2 separate regions of the Mus musculus genome follow, and region 1 is linked to region 2. A link is a contact called in public Hi-C data. All regions are on one chromosome and are shown on one strand. The core of a region is the stretch at or near the end of the contact, and the rest is flanking DNA. Distances in the headings are between cores, read along the strand shown.

Evidence for each region. A called contact is a pair of places that touch in the nucleus more often than the background predicts.
Region 1: a Hi-C map of uterus shows a contact between it and region 2, with 2.9 times the contacts expected there. The contact joins the promoter of Egflam here to the enhancer-like site in region 2. A contact is called at or near these places in 4 of 484 Hi-C or Micro-C datasets (liver, rod photoreceptor and uterus).

What each region holds. Positions count from the first base shown.
Region 1 is chr15:7,395,305-7,400,810 of GRCm38.p6, forward strand. It overlaps Egflam (EGF-like, fibronectin type III and laminin G domains), which reads right to left and starts at 3,086. Exons shown (of 22, transcript NM_178748.6): 1 at 2,684-3,086. The coding sequence starts at 2,780.
Region 2 is chr15:7,349,532-7,355,879 of GRCm38.p6, forward strand. The region is part of intron 1 of Egflam (EGF-like, fibronectin type III and laminin G domains); the gene reads right to left. Among named protein-coding and RNA genes, the nearest start is that of Egflam, 46 kb to the right of the region's middle. Within about 2 kb of position 3,235, at least 11 of the 459 cell types and tissues checked have an H3K27ac peak or open chromatin away from gene starts, as enhancers often do. A contact at or near this core is called in uterus, where this site is marked.

The DNA of each region.
Region 1 (5,506 bases), core at 1,836-4,335, 46 kb after region 2:
TTCTGCAAACGAGACAGCTCAGGAGTGGGATTTTTGTGCCAAATACCAGAGCCTAAATTCCCATTCCACCATTTAACCTCTGTGTGGCCTCTGGTAAGATATTGGGCTCCACTAAGCCAGGGTTTCCCCCTTAGTAAAACAAAGAAACAGGCAGCATGCAGCCCACAAGGCTGCTGGCTTGATTAAAAGAATCAGTATGTGTCAAGTTCCCAGAACAGTGTAAGGAGCACTTAATTAACGCCGGGTACTATTATTTAATTTGACTTCATTTGAACACTGCTGTGGCAACGCTTGCGAGTCCTGACAGATGTGGAGCTTTCTTTCCCAATGCTCAGTGCCAGAGGTGCTGCACCTTGGGGTGAGGGGCCAGGTGTTCTTTTTTTTACCTCTTTCTAAAAGAAGGGATAGAGCCTTTGGGTTAATTGGAATCCAAGACTTTGAAACTAAACTGTACTTATCAAAAGTCGATTGTGCAGAGTAAGGAGGAATAGATAAACAGGACACACTGCTTTGCAATGACTGTGTGGTGGCCATACCACCTTCAAAGTACTGCACACAAGCCAATTTCTATCAGGGTGGAAACAAGGTACAAAGTCCCTCCCATATGGACTGGAGTGGGACTTGCAGGTGTCTGGGGAAGATTACAAATGAGCTCCTTGCTGTTCGCATCAGAGCCAACTGGGGCAGTTTTTAATCTGGACCAATTTTACGGATCAAAAAACTAGTCTTTCCATGGGATGTAAATGAGCCCACAAGGAAAATTTGCCCTGAAGTTTATGAAGTAGCTGTCATATTCATCCAAACAGCTTTCCAACCTAAAATCCATTGTCTGGATAAAATTATGAAGTAACTTTAAAAAAAATAAAAAGCCTTTCTTAGGCTAAAGATGGTCTAAATAGTCCTTCTACTTTGATGAGGCCAAAAACATCTAAAAGCAAGTTTTCAAAATCACTGCTCCCAACCACCCATCCCAATACTTCAAGTAAAGGCAAAGAAAGCAACAGGAGCTATTGTTGATGTGAATATCTGAACAAGATGCTGAGTGGACCAGGCAGAAATGTTTTTAAAGAGGAAGGACCAAAAACAATACAAAATGAAGAGGCAAATGGGGGAAAACATGTATGCAATTATATACAGCAGGTTTTACATCCTGCTTCAATGGATTGAAGTCTACCCTCAAAGAACCCTGCATATGTCACACAGGCTAAGAGCCACAGACGTATGCATGTGCTATTCAAACGTGGTTAGATGGTTTCGTGTGCAGAAACCTACAGAGGGCCAGCGACCATAGTATGGTTTTCTTGAGCAAGAAAGTTCAAAGGCTCCTATGATTGAGATTCTGGAAGGTGTATGAAGATGCAAGAAGACAGTTTAATATGATTCTACCTTGGGTGGCTGCCGTTGTCTCCCCAGTGAACTGGACAGTGTGCTGACAGATTCGTTCTGAATCTGAATGTGTTGTGGAAGCTGAGAACGGTCCTCAGTGTTAAATCAGGTAAGGGGACACAGATGATCACAGACAGAGCCTGAAGACTGAGATATCTCCTAGGATCGAAGGCAACCGCCCCAAACTCCAGACTGATCCTGGAGCAGTAAGACATATTTGAACATGCAGATGGGAACCTGCCAAGATTATTTTCTTTGCACTCTGATAAATTTTCCTGGTTTGCTTCCTTCTTGTAGAAACATTTGGGAGGGCAGACTCCACTTTCTTGTAGAAACATTTGGGAGGGCAGACTCCACTTTCTGTGAGTTTTGCAGGCTGAATTAAAATAATTAGATTGTTTTCCATTGTTCAGAAGACATAATTAATCCCATAAGACAACCCCACTTGTAAAGTAAGCTAAGAAAAAGCAGATTTTTTTTTCACAATTCTAAATATGGTCCGGGCCAACAAAGAATAAAAATCGTTACCCAGAAGCAACGCTAGGAACTTTATTATTTAAACTGTTCCACTTTCCCTCATGACACAGCCAAATCAATGTTGATAAAAACATACTTTTTACCTAGAAGAAATGTGAGTTTTTGTGGTGTTGCCTTCTCTCTGATCCTTTGTACTAGCTAGCCTACAGTGCATATATATCTTTGTTTGGACAGCAGTGCTAAGACAGGAGTTCTAAAAGAGATCAGGTTAACCCACTGTGGGCTGCTTTCTGCACAAACAGCCCGGGGCTGCAAGAGAATCCCAACAACAGAGAAAGTGCAGGTCCGTACCCAGTGCTTAGACAGGACCAGAGCCAGGAAAGGGGGCTCCCAGCAAACCTTCAGACACTCAACAGGAAATGGCTGGGCTCTAGGCAGTATGAGTCCAATAAGATGTTCAAAGAAGCAGGAGGAGCTGTTGAAAGTCCTCTGCGCTCTCTCAGTCCTGTGTAACCGAGACAGAGCTATAGCTGCCCGCCCACCCCCCCAACCCCCAACTTTTCGCAGTCCGTGGTTCCACACAGAACCCACCACCTCCTAGCTCTGGAAAACAAATCGTTTCTTTTAACAAACAATATCCTTGGGACTGCCTGGGCTGGGGGAGGGCGAGGCTCGTGCCTCGGCTGAGCTCTGCGCAGAGGCTAGGCAGGCTGAGCCCACGCTGGTGAGCAGAGAGCGGCTGCCTGCTCTGCGAACCCCACCAAAGGCCGGGACCGGGGTGCTCCGGGCACCCCGGCTCCGGGCGCACTGAGTGCTTTACCTGATTTTCGCAGAGCCGTTCGGAGTGACACAGCGCCGGGTGGGAGGCTGCAGGCCAGGAGCAAGAAATGGAGCGAGAAGGTTGAGATTAAATCCATCTCACCAACGGCGTCTGCAAAGTTTCCCCAAGTCCCGGGCGCGCAGGGAAAGGGCGTCTCCTGGGGGACGCGGGGAACGCCAGTGACGCGAGGATGAGAAGGTGGGAGACCCAGGGAGCTGAACCAGGAGCCACTCGGGAGTCCGAGGAGGCAAGGCAGCAGTTGGGAAGCTGGCGTGCTTGAGCGGAGCGGGCTCGCAGCGGCAAGGCTTTTCGGGGCTGGGGAGTGGACGCTGAGAGCCGAGGGGAGGGACGCACTGGCCGCCGGAGGGAGGGCGGCTCGACCCGCAGGAGATGGAATTACAATCTAGTGGAAGAACGAGGGGCAGGGTCTGAATCAATTCACTCCGCGCCCACCTCCGGCGCCGACAGCCCCCAGCTCAGCCCTTCCCCGCGGGTGACCTAGATTGGGGGCCGGGGTGGGACCGACTTCGACACTCGCCCGGTGTTCCTTGACTCAGACTGCGGGCCCAGGGTCCTCGGCTGGATCCTAACCCTTAACTTTTGGTTTGGTGCTTCGGTTTCGCTGGCTGGACCTTTCTTCCCCCATACCCCTCTAGGTGGCTTGCTCCCAGTTTAAACCACTTTTCCTAATACCTCAAAGGTTTCTCTACTCTGTAGAGCACTCTTGGAAGAAGCGCAAGGGAGGGGCTGTAATTTTCAAGCAGGGAGGAGGAGGGCGGGGCTGGCCAAGTCTTGGGTGCTAAGAAGATAAATGGGATTTAAGGCGCACAGATGGAGAGCTGAGGCTAGGCCACTCAGAGGCAAAGGCCAAATGAAGATTAGGGACTGGTGCCTGGGGGCCAGGTCCCCTTCTGGTGGTGGGTGGCAACTTTAGACACCCCCCCTCCCCCGAAAAAGAGAAAAAAGTCCAGGTTATTGTGGCAAAGTCTAACTTCTTTGGGGCTGAGAAGGTCCTCTATAAAGGGAGCGCTTGCGGCCAGGCCGGGACTGGGGAGTAGGGGCAATGCGGGAGCCAGCATTTAGCTCCCTAGCTGAGGAAAGACCCCCTCCCTTCCCAAGAGATCTGTGCAGCTGGCTGGAGTTTACAGTACTGCCCCAAAGGGTGTGAGCTCCCGAGCAAACTGGCTTTCTGACCCCAAGCCTTCGTGAAAACAGATACAATAAATAATCTAAAAGGAAAACGAGCCCTCGCCAGAATCCTGGAAAAGATCAAAGGCCCTAGGAAGTGCCCCGCAGATAGAAACTGTGGTCACTGGCAAACGTCTGAGGGTGATCGCCACGCCCCACCTGGCAGAGCAGCTTCCTGGCCCCTTGTTAATCTTCCATTAGGAGAGCTGAGTGTTGTCCTGTGATTTCTACCCTGGATCTTTCCCCTACCCCCACCCCCACCCATGAACCTAGTCCTGTTAGCAAGGTTGGAATATAGTTCCTTACACGTTGGTATTTTCAGGTGTGTAATTGTTCCATAAATAAATTCAAAGTCCTCTACAACTTGAGTAGCTGAAGTCTGAGTCCAGGGCCACTGGAGTTTCTTAAACCAAACTAGTGCAGGAACGTCCAGACGGCACTACATTTATGAGGTGAAAACACGTAGGGAAACCAGGCAAGGTGACTCTGCAGAGATATGCTCTGTTACACTACATTAGACCCATAGGATCACTGAGGCCACTAAAGGTCATCCTTGCTGCCCCCATGACACACAGGAATCTACTTTGAGTTGCCTTGGCACGGCATGCCACCCCCGTTCTGGATCAGACAGCTCCTATAAATACTGACTTTTGACACTGAAGGTCTTGGCGTGTACTGAAGGAAGCCAGTGCCCTAATGCAGAATCGTCCCTCATTGTTTTTCACTTTCTCACTTAAAAATGTCTCCCTGTCATGGCATTGGGTCAGAGGCTGAGCCAGTCATTGGTTAGAGCCCCACCCCTGATACTATATTCTACCATACAGGTGCCTAGCATAACTAGTGCTCTCTGGTGCACCAATTTCAGTAAATAGTAACCATGAGTGTAAGACTAACATCGGTATGATGTCTCCTGGGTACAGGACCCTCTCTAAGGTGCCTTTAATTCCCATAGCAACCACACCAAGAAGGTACATTGTTAGCATTATCCCCATTTCACAGCCAAGGAGACTGAATCAGGGGAAGGCTGCATAACCCACCCAAACTCATGCACCCCCCCTCCCCCACAAAGTGCAGAACTAACAAGAAATTCAGACCTTCTACTTCCAGAGCGGAGAGTTCCAGAGCTCCAAGGGATACGTTGGAGAGCAACTCCAACTGGAGACTGGGGAGTTTCACCTCAGGCTCTGCTTGGACATGTATTCCCCAAATGAATGGATGGCAGCCATAACAAAATTTTCATGGGAGGGTGGTAGTGGTTTGCAATTTATTTTGTTTTACTTTTCTAGGCAGAGCTTCACTACTGGAAGTCACTGCCTAGGCCACTGTGCTCTGGAAATTAAAATCTTCCTTCTTTAGCCTTCCCAAGAGCTGGAATAATGACAGTTTGTGCCACCGGGTCTAGCTCTATTTTTAATTTTATATTAGCTAATGAACAGCACCATGGAATTCCATCATCCCTCCATACGCCGCCACCCAGTGTTGTGTCTTTTTAAGACCTGTTTGCTAATTTTGCAAACATGGGTTTTAGCATACTGGCTCTCTGCTAGACAGGAGCTGACAGCTGTCTCTTCCTAACCAACCATGTTCCAGATAGTCATAGCTGACTGAGAAAACAGGTCTTCTTTTCCCAAAGGT
Region 2 (6,348 bases), core at 1,985-4,484:
CATAGGACAGCATAATCTAGATCATCTCTCAGTGATACTGTTATCCCAGGTGATTCTAGATCCTGTGAAGCTGACAATGAGTGACCATCACAAAGTTTTCCAGATCGTTGTTTTGCCCACAGTTTCTTCCCTTACCTGCAAGTGAAAGATCCTGACAGAATGTGAAAGGTCACAGAAGCCCTGAAATTGGCAAAATAGATTTCATTGTTAGTAGAACTAGCTTCACTGATTTAGAAAAATAGAGGTGCACAATGCTCTGGCCGCTCCTCAAACCTGTGTGTCTGCCAATGTTCTGACCAGGTGTGTGCCCACTGATGAAGCCCATTGCCAGGTGTTTGTGATATTGGTTGCTGAGAAAGAGTCAGAAAATCTCCCCAGCAACCACAGCCGGGCCAATCCTGAGTTGCTACACCTGCACCAGACTCTTTCCTTGTACCCCTCCCATACCCATTTCTTGTTTAGACATTGTTTAGATCTGGAAATCCCCTACTCCTCCCTTCTCCTTTCCCCCCCAAGGGCCTATAAAAACTGGGACCTCTTTCCCCTCGAGGTCGACTCCTCTACCCCTGCGTGGGATATGAGTCGTCCCCAGAGCTCTGGCTTTCCCCGAATAAAGCCTCATGTGGTTTGCAACAAGCTCGGTCTATCATGAGTTCTTGGGTGTCCGCTACTGTCCTGAGGCCTGAGCGAGGGGCTCCTTTCGGAGTCTTTCACAAGCTCATAATTTCAACTCCCACCTGTATGGAAGCATCTCCAATGCCGTGCTCTAAGATGGAACTCGTGATGTCTTGACCATAAGATCTACTTAACTCATAGCCTTCTTCACCTGGATCAACATGAAGTCTCCGTTGAGCTGCTCAGGCTAAAAATCTTGGTTTCATCCTTGATTCTTTCTTCTCTTACACACCAACAGCCAATGTCTGAGGAAACCCTGCTGGTTTTACTTTCAAAATACAGCCCCAGCCCACGTGCTTCTAACCACCTCTGGACCACATCGCACTCTACCTTACTTACATCTTGGCCTCTACTGTGTCACTGCAATTACTTCCTGACAGGTTTTCCCCTTTCTGCCTTCATATTTCTAAATAGCCAGAGTTGTGTGGTGAAAAGGAAAACCTTTAGGTCTGGGGCTTGGCTCAGTGGTCAAGCACTTTTAGGCTTTGTATTCATTTTCTAGCACAACCAAAAAAGTCTCACAAGTGATCCTTCCACTCAAAACTCTGTTCTGTTTCCCACATGACCTTGATTCCAACTGTGGTTCTTATCTCTCTCATCTCCTCCCACTCTGCCTAGCTTCAGCCCAGTCAGATGACTCCCAGTGCTTCCTGCTGCTCCCGTGGTATGACAGCTTCGCTCTCTCATGAAGCTTATTGGCTACCCATTCTTTTCATTAGTAACCTCGTTACCCTTTTTACCCCACTGAGACCAGCCTGACCATTGTAACATTGTTATGAATATCTGTCCCTGCCCTGTACCTTCAACTGCCTTTTGGTAGTCAAGTCAGTGTTTCTTGTGTTCTATAGTAGATACACACACAATCCCTTCACACACATTTCCTTTCAGCTGTTTTAAATTCTCCCTTTCCTCTAGGACATAAGTATCTCTTTTCATTTAGAGATACCAAATATCTAATACATTACAGTGCCCAGCACATCACAGGCACTGAATAAATGTACAGCAGACTCATCATGTTGAACAGACTCTTAGAATACTGGCTAGATTTTTCATGCCACAGCCAAGTCTTGCTAACTGACCTGCCACATACCCTATATTCTGAATTCCCATTGGTTTTGGTTTCTCTAATCCACACAGTTCATACAGAGATGGCTGGAGATGCTTTGTAAGGAGGCAATAACAGATAAGCAAAGAAATCCTGTAGTAGAAGTATGGGTCTTGGATGAAAGTAGGTACCTAAGGAGGCCATCTTGTCTGCATCCATCTTTTCTGTGTTGCAGAATCCATGCCATATCCCAGAGCAGCTCCCATGACTAGGGCACAATGCCTGCTCATCTACTCAGGACCTGCCTCTGCCACTCACAGGCTGCAATTCCTAAAGCCAATCCCATTTCCTTTCTGTGACTGTTTCCTTAACGGTTACAAGTGCATCATCATTGAACTGACATCTAGCATCATTTTAAAGATTTGCAACTGAGGGCTAAATTAGCTAACTCAAGAAAGAGGAAGAAGGGTTTTTGTTTGTTCATTTCATTTTGTTTTTTACTGTTTGCTATATAACAAACATTCAGGGGCTGGTGAGGTAGCTCAGCAGTTAAGAGCACATATTGATACTATGGAGGACCTGAGTTCAATTCTGAGTTCAATGTCAGGTGACTCTCAACCAGCTGTGATTCCAGCCCCAAATCTAAAACTTCTGGCCTGCATGGGCACCTACACTCACATGCACTACCTAACTACACACACACAGACACACACACAGACACCCAGACACACAGACACACACACACACATACACACACACACACACACACACACACACACAGACACACACACACACACACACACTTACAAGTAAAAATCATTTTTTAAAAAAATTAAATTATTTTGGCTAAGAAGTGATTTTTTTTTAAATTGGCTGGAAATGTAGCTCAGTTAATAAGAGTGTTTGCCTAGCATGCATGAAGCCCTGAGTTCGGTTGCCATACCCCATATATGAGGCTTGGTAGTGCATACACAGAATCCCAGCATTTGGAAGGTAAATACAGGAAGATCAGGAGTTCAAGGTCAGCTTCAGCTACATAGAGAAATTGGAGCCAGCCCAGACTCCACAGGATATCTTAAAAGTAAACAAATACTCTGCGCAACTTTGTTTTCTAAAAACTAATAAAAGCATATTTATATTGTTCTTCATTTATGGTAATGTGATAACCAGTTTTAGGTTTATATTGACAGGCACTCAAGGAGTTATGTGACAGAGTATTTAATCCATGACAGTGGTCTTAGTGCCATGTCAAACTCCAGCACAGGCGCTTCCTCGAGTGACTTAAAGTCACTAGCATGTGTGGTGCTGTGATCTTGCTGTGACTGAGCCAAAGAGTTGGTGGGAAAGCCCAATGTAAGAAGGGGTGGGTAGGGAAGGTCCCACAAGCTGTGATGTAAGTCTCTCCTAACATCAGAGCTGGGAATGGAGTCCTTGAGAAATGAACTCCTAGAGCTTCCTTTGACATTGCTCAGATAGAGCCTGGGTCATAGGCAGTTAACATAGTTAATTTTGCAGACTGTGGCCCAGATGGGGAAGAAGCAAACACCCAAGAGAGTCTCACTGCCAGCCAAGGTTCATGGGCCAAGCATGTGAGAAAGCCATTTCCCTCCTTTTCTATGCAGACAACTCTTGGTTCTGGGACTTTGTCCATCTGGCTGTTCTCAAGTCCTTGAAGACCGATTTTCTCCCATGGTGGCCACTACATACACACTGGATCCTGTCTGGAATGCCCTGGAGAGATACTGTCACTAGAACATGCAAGGGATAGCAGATCCCAGCTGGAGTCTTTCCTCCTTGGCCACTTATCTTTACCAAATGATTTAAGGCCTGGGGCTGGGAGTACTCACAAATAGCTCTAAGTCTTTGGTGGGAGGTTCTCGGAGCCCAGTGTGATTGGAACTCATCTTTGGAGTTGTTATGACAACTGGTACCTGGGAAAGACAGTGCTAATCACACTTCCTAATGAATGGCTTTGACTGGCTCTTTGCCTGAGAAGTGAGTTTAAAGACCAGATAATTACTACATGGGACAGATTAAGAGAGAGGTGCAAGTTTGGTTAGAAACATAGAATTCTTTAAAGGTTTCTTTCTCCCAAAATCTATGAAGGTGAATCTAATAAAGTCTCCAGAAGTCTCCAGGTGAGGCTGAGTCCCACCTAGCCATCACTTGTCACCAAACAAGGTTTCCAGTACTGGAACTGGTTTACATACAATTGTGTGGTTAGCCAAAGGGGTCCCTTGGAAATCCTCAAAAAATCCAGGCTGTTGCCAAGAGAATAGGTTGCTCTCCACAAACTGACATCAAGGCCCCATGTCTGAAGACAACACCCACACAACTCACTGAACATGGAGAGATAGACCTCCTGCCTACATAGAACCTTCACCCCAGTGCTTTGCTGTCTTTGTTTGGTATGGGAAGGCATTTTGCAGGCTATTAAAAGAGAAATGGAGACACAATTCAGCCACAAACCCTTTGATCTACTATGCTATCCTTCCTGCAAAATATGTTAAGGCAATGATGACACAAAGTTTGTCATAGTAATCAACCAATGTTTGACTTGATTTAAGGCCGGTTCCACAGATAGAACCCATACCCAACATTGCTTGAGTGACCAAGAACCAGAGATATGATAGCCCAGAGACCTAGTGTAAGACCAAATAATACTGATCTAAAAGAAGGAAAAAAGTAGTGTTAAAATGATTCCTAATGATATTGTGTTATACTTATAGATCAGTGCCTTATTCACACATTCAGAGAACTTCCTCTTGCAGCAAATGGGAACAAATGCAGATACCCACAGCCAGACATTACACAGGGGAAGAGAGAGAGAGAGACCTTGGAATACACAACTCTAAATAGGATGTCTCTGTCAAATCCATCTCCTTGGAACTCAGGGAATCCCTAGAAAGAGGAGGCAGAGTGTAGAACCAGAGGGGACAGAGGATACAAGGAGAACAAGGCTGTCTAAAATAACTGAACAAAGCTCATATGAACCCACAGAAACTGAAGCAGCAAGCACAGGGCCAAACAGGACTGCACCAGGTCTCTGTCTCTCTCTCTCTCCCCTCCCTCTCTCTCTTCCTCTCTCTCTTCCTCTTCCTCTCTCTCTCTCTCTCTCTCATCCTCTCTCTCTTTCTCTCTCTCTTTCTGTATGTGTGTGTGTGTATTATAGCTTTCAGTTTACTCTGTTTATGGGACTCCTGAGTGTGTGAATGAGTGTGTCTGTGATGAGTGTGTGAATGAGTGTGTGAATGAGTGTGTCTGTGATGAGTGTGTGAATGAGTGTGTCTGTGATGAGTGTGTGAATGAGTGTGTCTGTGATGAGTGTGTGAATGAGTGTGTCTGTTTTTAAATGCTCAGCCCAGAGATTGGCACTATTAGAAGGTGTGGCCTTGTTGGAGTAGGTATGTCACTAGGTGCCTGGAAGCCAGTATTCTGCTAGCAGCCTTCAAATGGAGATGTAGAACTCTCAGCTCCTCCTGAACATTGCCTGCCTGGATGCTGCCATGTTCCCACCTTGATGATAATGGACTGAACCTCTGAACCTGTAAGCCAGCCCCAATTAAATGTTGTCCTTTTAAGAATTGCCTTGGATAAAAAAATTCTAATATTGGGGGAAAAAAAAGATTGTCTTGGTCATGGTGTCTGTTCACAGCAGTAAAAACCTAACTGTGATGGTTTGTATATGCTTGGCCCAGGGAGTGGCACTATTAGGAGGTGTGGCCTTGTTGGAGTAGGTGTGTCACTGATGACATGGGCTTTAAGACCCTCATCCTAACTGTCTGTCTGAAAGTCAGTATTCTGCTAGCAGCCTTCAGATGAAGATGTAGAACTCTCAGCTCCTCCTGCACCATGCCTGCCTGTATGCTGCTATGTTTCTGCCTTGATAATAATGTACTGAACCTCTGAACCTGTAAGCCAGCCCCAATTAAATGCTGTCCTTTATAAGATTTGCCTTGGTTATGTTTTTCTGTTCACAGCAGTAAAACCCTAACTAAGACACTAAGACAGAAGTTGGTATCGGGGACGGGAGTATTGCTGTGATAGGCCTGACCATGTTTTTGTTTGGAAGAGTGTGGATTTTGGGACTTTGGATTTGGAAAGCACATGAATGTTTTCAATGGGGCCTAATGGGCTATCCTAGAAGGAATATGGAAGACTTTGTTGCTGAGAGTGATTTGAACTGTGCCCACCCGGCCCAAGATGTTGCAGTGGAGAATTTCAAAGTGTGACCTAGAGACAGTTTTTGTGGTATTTTGGTGAAGAGTGTGGCTAATTTTTGCCCTTGTCTGAAGAGTCTGCCTGAGGCTAAGGTCAAGAGACTCAGATTAATTGCACTGACAAAGGAAGTCTCAAAACAGCCTGGTGTAAAATCTGTTGTGTGGTTACTAAAGTTCATTCTTATAAAGAGCATATTAGCGAAAAAGAGCAGTTGAGAAAGGAAAATATAAATTATATGATCTGAGTATTAAAGGGACACAAGGAAGTGAAATGGAGCTGGATCCTGTGTTCCAGGATATTAAATTGAATTAAGGGATTAGTGACCTTGAGGCAAGATCCCACCCAGCTAAATTTAGGTTCAGGCATAGTAGTATTAGCCTCTAATCCCAGGAGGCAAAGCATATCTC